Regions from separate parts of the Zea mays genome. Here region 1 is linked to region 2. A link is a contact called in public Hi-C data. All regions are on one chromosome and are shown on one strand. The core of a region is the stretch at or near the end of the contact, and the rest is flanking DNA. Distances in the headings are between cores, read along the strand shown. Region 1 holds the start of NAR (Nitrate reductase [NAD(P)H]). Region 2 holds the start of LOC103627798 (auxin-induced protein 15A).

Region 1 (3,961 bases), core at 1,145-3,644, 150 kb after region 2:
GGAGAGCGCGACGGTCGACGTCACCGATAACGGCGCGGCTGCAGCGGGGGCCTCGACGATGGCCTTGAGGTCGGCGTGGCTGTTCTGCGGGGAGTAGTCGCTGCCGGTGACAACGAGCTCGCCCACGCGGTACATCTCGAGGAGGCCGCGGGCCTTGTCGGAGTGGATGGCGTCGAACTCCTCGGTGCAGTCGGTGCCGGCGTTGATGAGGATGCTGTCGGCACCGCCCGGGTGGTCCTTGAGGAAGCCCGTGCAATCGTAGATGTGGCCGTGCACGATGATCCAGGCGGAGTCCGGGGACGTGTGGCGGCGCACCTCGGACATGGTGTACTGCGCGGTGGCCGTGTTCATGAAGGGCGTGGACGTGCTCTTCTTCAGCGTGCTCTGCGCGCTCTCCGATGTCTCGAGGTGCTTCTGCCGCGCCATCCAGCCGCCCGGCTGGTTGCCCGGCTGCGCCGGGTGCTCGAACACCATGCCGATCTCGCCCTTGTGCGGCCGGCACGCGTTGATCTTCACCCGGAACCAGCAGTTGTTCATCATGCCCTGCGCGTAGAGGAACAGACGCACGTGCGTGTATTTAAGCTAACACAGTCGTGGAGAGGAGGACATGCATGGTTCCACGGGAAGGGAAACACGATGGAGCGGCAACTCACCATGAGGTTCCAGACAAGCTTCTCCGGCTGGGTGTTCATGGCCTCGTCCCAGGCGCGGACGGCGATTTCCTTGGCCCCGAGCACGTCGAGCACCTCGACGTCGACGGACCAGAAGCACCAGCACCAGTACTTGCCGTACTTGGTTGGACGCTCCGGGTGGTCGAGCGAGCACACATGCCACGTCTCGCCGCCGTCCAGCGTCACCTCCACCCGGGTTACTTTCCGGCCGCCACCTGGCAACAGAGGCACCACCACCGTGAGTTTCGGTTTTAGCCCACAAGGAAACTAGGAAAATAGGCTTGGAAAGCCCAATAGAAGCCTCAAACGTTGTTTCTTTACTGGGCTTTAACATGGAGAAAGCCCGAGCTCAAACAAAATTCGGATCGCTCTTCCTTGACTCCGACTCAGATCCAGGGGGCGTGGGTGATGCAATGCAAGATGGGATGATGAAATGCTGCGTTGTTGGACTCACTCACCGGAGTATGCGTATCCTTTGATCGTATACGGCCGCTGCGTCGTGAGGGCGTTGATGGGCAGCACCTCGTCGTGTCCTGGTGTGGTGATCACCGAGTTGATGTTCAGCTCGTTTATCATGCACTCCGGCTTGTACCACCACGCTGTACAACAGAGAGAACATTTATTAGCGTCGTCGCCCTCGCACACGTTGGCGAGCAGAGGAAACAAAACTAGACCGATGTACAAACCTTCGGCATTGGCGAGGTCGGCGTCGACGTGGGACGGCAGCACCCGGTTGTCGCGGTAGTGGTAGTAGCTCTCGGACTCGCTGGACGCGACGATGATCCGCTTGAGCCACTTGACCATGCGGCCGCCGATGAACCCGGGCACGATGACGCGCACCGGGAAGCCGTGGTCGGGCGCGAGCGGCTCCCCGTTCTGCATGTAGGCGAGGATGACGTCGCGCGCGGGGTCCATGGCCACCCCGCGGCGCAGGCTGGTGCCGTACTTGCCGCCGCCGCCGCCGCCGGGGAGGTCCTCGGCGCCCTCGAAGCAGACGTTGGCGGCGCCGTCCGCGGCGCCCATGACGCCGCAGCGGCGCAGCACGTCGCGGAGGCGCGCGCCGCGCCACACGGACGTGGAGATGGCGCCGGGGCCCCAGTTGAAGCCGACGGTCTGGCGCACCATGTTCTGCTCCTTGCGCCGGTTGCCCGCGCACACCAGCGTGACGGGGAGCTCCACGGCCTCGAACTCCGTCACCAGCTGCTCCATGGTGAGCCTGGCGGGCCGCCTCACGAGCCCCGCCACCTCCACTGTCCAGGTGGACCAGTCCGCCCGGGGGACCGCCCCGTGGTTGCGCACGTAGTGGAGCGGCGCCGGGGTGATGAAGCCGTGCGCCATCAGCCGCGGCACCGGCGGCTCCGAGTTGAAGGGGTGCTTGCCCGTGAGCCGGACGAGCGCCGGGTGGCGCCGCACCCACGCGTCGGAGGTGGCCTCGTCGCGTGGGTCGTGGGCGGGCGGCTCCACCTCCAGGCGCGGGCTGTACAGCGACCGCCAGTCCGGGGGAATGCTGTCCTCGTCCTCGGAGTCGGAGTCGGGGCCGGTGCGGCGCTTGCCTCCTGGGCCGCCGGAGCGGAACATGTCGAAGCTCTTGGGAGGCGCATTGGCCGGCCACGGGTGGGGGGCCAGGTGCCGCTCAACGGAGGCCGCCATTGTCGGCACGAGCTGCGGGAACGGTTTGTTTTAATTGTGATGACCAGAGCTGGAGGTTAATCGGAAGCTCAGAGTGGCATCTGGTCTTGGAAGCTGGGGAGGTGGTGGTGCGGCGTTTATATAGGGACGGACGACAGAGCTCGCGCGCGGTGGTTCTCTTCTCGTGGCTGGAAACAAGAAACATGGTGCGCTCCACTGGTGTTTCTTTTCCATCCTATACAAACGGCTTCACTTGCATGGCCGACTGGCTGAAAACGATATTTTAGTTTTCCCGTGCAGATAGCAAGCACTAATTTGTAATTTCAAGTCGCAATCGCATACCGCTAGCTGGACTATTCAGAGTTATCTCTTTCTTTTTTTTTCTTTCGCTGATGAAACAAGTAGGCTGTTCAGGATTTCAGAAGGCTGTTGTTTCGGCACCGGTTAGTTGCATTGGCCTTCTCATCAGAGTTGAAGTTGGACACATCACACCACACATGTGCAGCCCTCCGGTGAATGCCGTGGCCGTGTTGTACTGAAAGGTCACTAGGACTACTACTTCTGATGCGAATGCAAATCGAAGTGGAATGCTGTTGGTCTGACACCAACCTCAGCTTCACCTTTAGGTCTTGTTCGTTTGTGTCGGATTAGTGGGTCGGAATAATTCCCGGCCGGATTGTTTCTCTAATTTATATAAACTTTGATTAGCCGGAATGATTCCGGGTGCAATCCGACGCAAACGAACAAGGCCTTACGTGACACGACAAAGGAAGGGGAGGCGGACGGCAAGAGTGAGTGCGGCAGCTGCAACCATCCCCGAATGCCGCTTGCCTGAGAGACGACCTTTCCCGGGTGAAATCCTGAGGAGCTCCTGGACTGGACAGTGGACACCGTGCGCGTCTGAGATGAGCGCCTTGGGACGGGAGGCCTTTGCCTGGACACGCTAGCTCCCGTCGCTTCTTTCCTGCTTCCTTTCGGTTTCGCCGACTAGTTTATGCAGATCTGCCGGGCACCATTGGCTTCTTTTTTTTCTCTCGTTGCTCTGTTTTTTTTTCACGTCTACTTCGCCAATCACAGGTGGGTATCTTGATCGTCCTAGCTACAAGGTTAACCAAGCGTAGGGGGTTTGTAGTTTGTATACATATACACCGAACTTACTGAAGCTGTTTCTTGCATTTTTTGACGCTGTAGAACATGGTTATAAATAAAATCTGTTAAAAGACACTAGGACAAAGAAGCTCAATATGCACGAAGCAGCTTGATATATTTATTAGGTTCCTTCCATTTTGAATCCCAAATATCTAGTAGACAGGAGGTGTAATACTAATCAGCCCTTGATATTCATTATACGGGGACCGCGTCCTGAACGTATCTTGTAAGTTGTACCTGCATTGTTTTCTCCCCCTCTCTGAACAAAGTCAGAAAGTGATAGCGCGAAGTCAGAACTATAGCTAATGAACACAAGAGTGCCTCCATTCGCAGCTCTCAATTCAGACCAAAAAGAAAAAGAAAACCTCAGAGATCAATTAATGACCACTCCACAATCTGTCACTGGTCACTAGTATAAAACAAGCAGATCTTTGGGTACATTAATAAACTCGGCAAATATTACTATGTTAAACCATCCGTGACGCAACGCAACGCAAGAGTAGCTAAGCTAG
Region 2 (4,174 bases), core at 362-2,861:
AAACGGAAGGAGTATTATTTATTAATTACCAAAAGCTATGAGTTCGCTAATCGCTATCACAGGAGTTTTGTTCAATCAACAAAGCCTACAAAAGGCGTGTCCTAATCTTCAGCCTATATATTAATTATTATCGTTTATGAGATCCACGCACGCGTCAACCTAGCAAACCAAGAGACAAAATAAACGACGACCAGTATAGCGTCATCCTGTGATCATCTGAGCATCAAATACCTACCTACGTCGTCTAAGGCAGTGTTTGGTTTCTTTAGTCCAAGGACTAAAGTTTAGTTAGTAGACCAAAGTTTAATCCCTAACATGTTTGGTTCTAGGGGCTAAAAATAGTAAGAATATACTAAATGACTCATAATAAGACTAAAATAGCCTTTAACATTCTCCTGCTATTAGTACAATTAAACTAAACGTGGGGTAAATGTGGAATTAATATAGTTTAGTTCCTTTTAACACATATGTGAAGGACTAAAGACTAAATCATTTTAGTCCTAGTGTTTGGGAAAAAAAAAGATTAAATGAGACTAAAAACTAGAGACTAATCTTTAGTCCCTCCAACAAAACACCCCTAAGGTTTGCGAGCCTATCGAGACCAGCACGATCATCGGTAGTATGAACGAGCAGAAGGCTCCAATATCCAAAATTACAATGCACTCATGATGACGGCATTGATATTGTGCCTCACATGGATGTTAGATGGATCGGACAACCGTTAATTAGATAAGTAGACGCACGTACCTTTTTCTAGCTAGTTACGTGTGGTATCCAAATTAGTAGAAGAGCGCGAACGATCGAGATGTATTTGTGGGTGTCATTCGTTCAATTCATCCGTGTCACTTGATGGCCTCGCTCCAAGAGTGGCCCCATGACATCATGAGAAAAAAAAGGAATAAATACGCCGTGGCCCAGCTGCATGATCGATCAAGCTGATGTTTCTTGAAATTTTTCTTCGTGTTGCTTCACACACACCGCAACTAATATAGCTGGTCCTCCGAGATATATATATTACCACGTATGACGTATGCACATGTCGGGGAGGGGGGTAGAAAGAGAGAAAATATATGCGGATCAGCAGTCTTCGCCGTGCAAATATCCGTGTAGTACTGATGTAGGAGTAGTGGAGTAGACGCACACACACTCGTAATTAAGCATGGCATGAAACAACTTGAAGAGTACACCAACCTCGTTTGATCGATCGGAAAAGGATCCAAATCCAGAGGATTACTCCAGCCTACATGCTTGGCTAGCTAGCGACCGATCCACCGTCATCGTCATCTCATCTGGTTTGCCGGGGCCCACTCGATCGCGCGGCCAGTGCAGCCTCCAGCCATCGTGGATTCGTGGGGGCAGGCAACTGGGCAAGCGCCACCAGCAGCCATCGACCGCGCGCAGCAGCCAACTGAAGCGGCTCGCACTTGTCCTGCCGGGATGTCGATTCCACCACTCTCTCCGTCCGTGGCCCACGGTCCACAGCAGGACGTCCCCCCGGACCTGCCTGCACTGCACGCACCATATCCTCGCCTCCGATCCATCCACGGCCACCCATCCGCCGCCGCCCGTCCATGTCCATTCCGAGGACCAAATAATGCCAGGGCATCGATCGATCAGGCCTGGGCCTGGGCCTGGGCGTCGTCAGTTCGCAGCTCGCGGACGGAACGGAGCTTAGTGCGATCTGTCTCACCCGGAGCTGAGGAAGGCTGCCTTTCCTTTCCTTTCCTCTCCTTTCCTTTCCGTAACACAAAGGACGTACTAGTTCGTGCACCCGCACGCACCCCGGCCAGCCACTAGGCACACTACCGCACTTTGCAGTAGCTCCCGGGTCCCGGCCCGCCCAGCAGATGGAGAGTCCCCTATAAAAACCAGCACGAGTGGCACGAAACGCCTCGCACCACACCGAGGGATAAGAAGAAAGAAAGAAAAAAAAACTAGGCATTCTGCTTGCTTGCTTGGGGCGCTCTAGTGCTCGCTTGCTGCACCTGCACCGGTCGCGCACAGCCTGGGAAGAGGCGAGCTGAGGTCTGAGGAAGCCGAGAAGCCGGGCTCAGCGTGCGTACAGGGACAGAGACGGCAAGCCGGAGCATCGATCCGTTGGTGCAAGCAGGACCGGAGGATCACCACTCAGAGCCATGCTGCAGCACGGCGAGGAGAAGAAGGGGAAGGTGAAGAAGGGGTGGCTGGCGGTGCGCGTCGGGGCGGCGGAGGGCGACGGCTCCCAGCAGCGCTTCGTCATCCCCATCGCGTACCTGTACCACCCGCAGTTCCGGCGCCTGCTGGAGGCCGCGCGCGACGCCTACGGCTACGACTACTCCGCGGGGCCGCTGCGCCTGCCCTGCTCCGCCGACGAGTTCCTCCGCCTGCGCGCGCTCGTCGAGCGGGAGGCGCAGGCGCCCTCGTCGTCGTCCTCGCACCACCACCGCGTCCACGCCGGCGGGGGGTCCCACGGCGGCCACTACTCCCTCTCCTCCCCGTGCACCCGCGCAAGGGTCACCTCGTGATCGACCGACGACCTCGGCTTTCCTACGCGTGTGTGGTGGTGTCTGGTGGTGTGTGTAGAGCGAGGGACAGTATAGTTGTTCGTAGATTAGGTAGCTATCTAGCTAGCCCTGCAGGGGTGCTGTGCTTGTGCTTCCTCTTCGATAGATTTCCAGTTTTGTCTCTTTGTTGTTGGCCCTTCCCTTGTACTCTTCTCTGCATGCGTTTGATCCTGCAGGCGCATGTACTATACTAATGAATTAACTAACACATGGATCGGTGTATAGTTACTAGTTACTACACATCGATCAGCTGCACTTGTTCATCAGTCATTTCAGAACTGGTCGTCGCTTCGAAATCCAGCTACCTACAGTCTCTAGAAAGATAACCGTACGATGCGTAGTATCAGCAGCACTGGAAGACTAGATAGACTACTGCTTAATTTGGCGTGGATATGAGGACCGAAACGTGTGGGGGCAGAGTTCATCGAGCAAAGAATAAACCAACGCCACGATCGATCGATCGAGAGAGAGAGAGAGAGAGGTGGAATCCAGGCACCAATCTCAAACCGGAGAGGTAGTGCTTTCAGTTCAGATATCCTTTTCCCTTTTATTATCGATTACCTGTTCTGTTCCGTCCGTCGATTATTCTCCCACGCGTTGCAGAGCTATATAGTGCTAATCATGCATGGTCTTCTGCCAGATTTGGCTCTGCGGAGCTTTAGGTCTGGTGCTCCTTGTCTTCCGTTGCCGGTTCGTGTCGTGTCGTCCTGGTCCTGGCCGAGTCAGGTGGAGGACGCCTTTCTGCCTGTACGACAATTGACACCCTAGCCTAGCTATTCCCTACCACTTCGTCACTTTTGTGCTCAACGTGTGGTTATAGACTTAGACTCCATATAGTAGGCCATCGATCGAGATAGAGTTGGGCAATACCTAGGTAGCTTGAGCCATCGAGGCTAGCTTGTGATAATCTACTACTAGCTTATATACGCTGTGTGCAACTAGTCCACCTTTGAGCAATACCCTAGGGCTCTTGTTGGTGTCACTACGCAAAATTGATTATTAGTAGTGGTACCAAAAAGAACTTGTAACTGATCTGATCCCACTGTCAAAGCACAAGTATATATAGCACGTACATGCCCGTACGTATCTCACTCGCACTGACATGGGATATCATATATTAACCCCAACGTGCACGCGTTTTTTTGAGAGTTAGTTGAGACACATCCCCCTTTTTGTCGCACTAGACAAAAACAACCACGGGACGGGATGAGGTTCTTTCGCTAGCCCAGGAATCACGTAGAGGTTGAGTGCAGGCCTCGCTCACTCTCATCTCACCCCAGCAAGGGAGCCCATTCGTCCCGGGTCGCTTGCATCGCCATGCTCTTAAGGCTTTTTTGGCTTTTGCCAAAGAGGCGGCGAGGCGATGATGGCCGCACCCGCATGCGTTTTGCTCGCCACTAGTAGCTGCGGTGGTTTGGTTTCTGATCCATGATCTTTCACTGCCGACTGGACAAAGCGATGCAGCGTAAAGTCGGAGTCGTCGTCGATCGACACACAGAGGTGACGGCACGAGCGGCCTTTTTTTAGTTGGCCCCCGGCCCCCGCTAGCTGCTGCACAAGTGGAGATCGGAGTTTGGGGACCCGGCTAGCGTGCGTGGCCCGCCAGACGCCATTGCGCAGCCAATCTTAAT

What was found. Hi-C and Micro-C count contacts between places; a contact is called where the count stands out from the background.
Region 1: a Hi-C map of bundle sheath shows a contact between it and region 2, with 2.3 times the contacts expected there. The contact joins the promoter of NAR here to the promoter of LOC103627798 in region 2. A contact is called at or near these places in 2 of 25 Hi-C or Micro-C datasets (bundle sheath and ear).

What each region holds. Positions count from the first base shown.
Region 1 is chr5:219,127,612-219,131,572 of Zm-B73-REFERENCE-NAM-5.0, forward strand. It overlaps NAR (Nitrate reductase [NAD(P)H]), which reads right to left and starts at 2,395. Exons shown (of 4, transcript NM_001175872.2): 1 at 1,358-2,395; 2 at 1,130-1,270; 3 at 654-886; 4 at 1-543. The coding sequence starts at 2,321.
Region 2 is chr5:218,982,580-218,986,753 of Zm-B73-REFERENCE-NAM-5.0, forward strand. It overlaps LOC103627798 (auxin-induced protein 15A), which reads left to right and starts at 1,612. Exons shown (of 1, transcript NM_001157540.2): 1 at 1,612-2,783. The coding sequence starts at 2,136. The coding sequence ends at 2,504.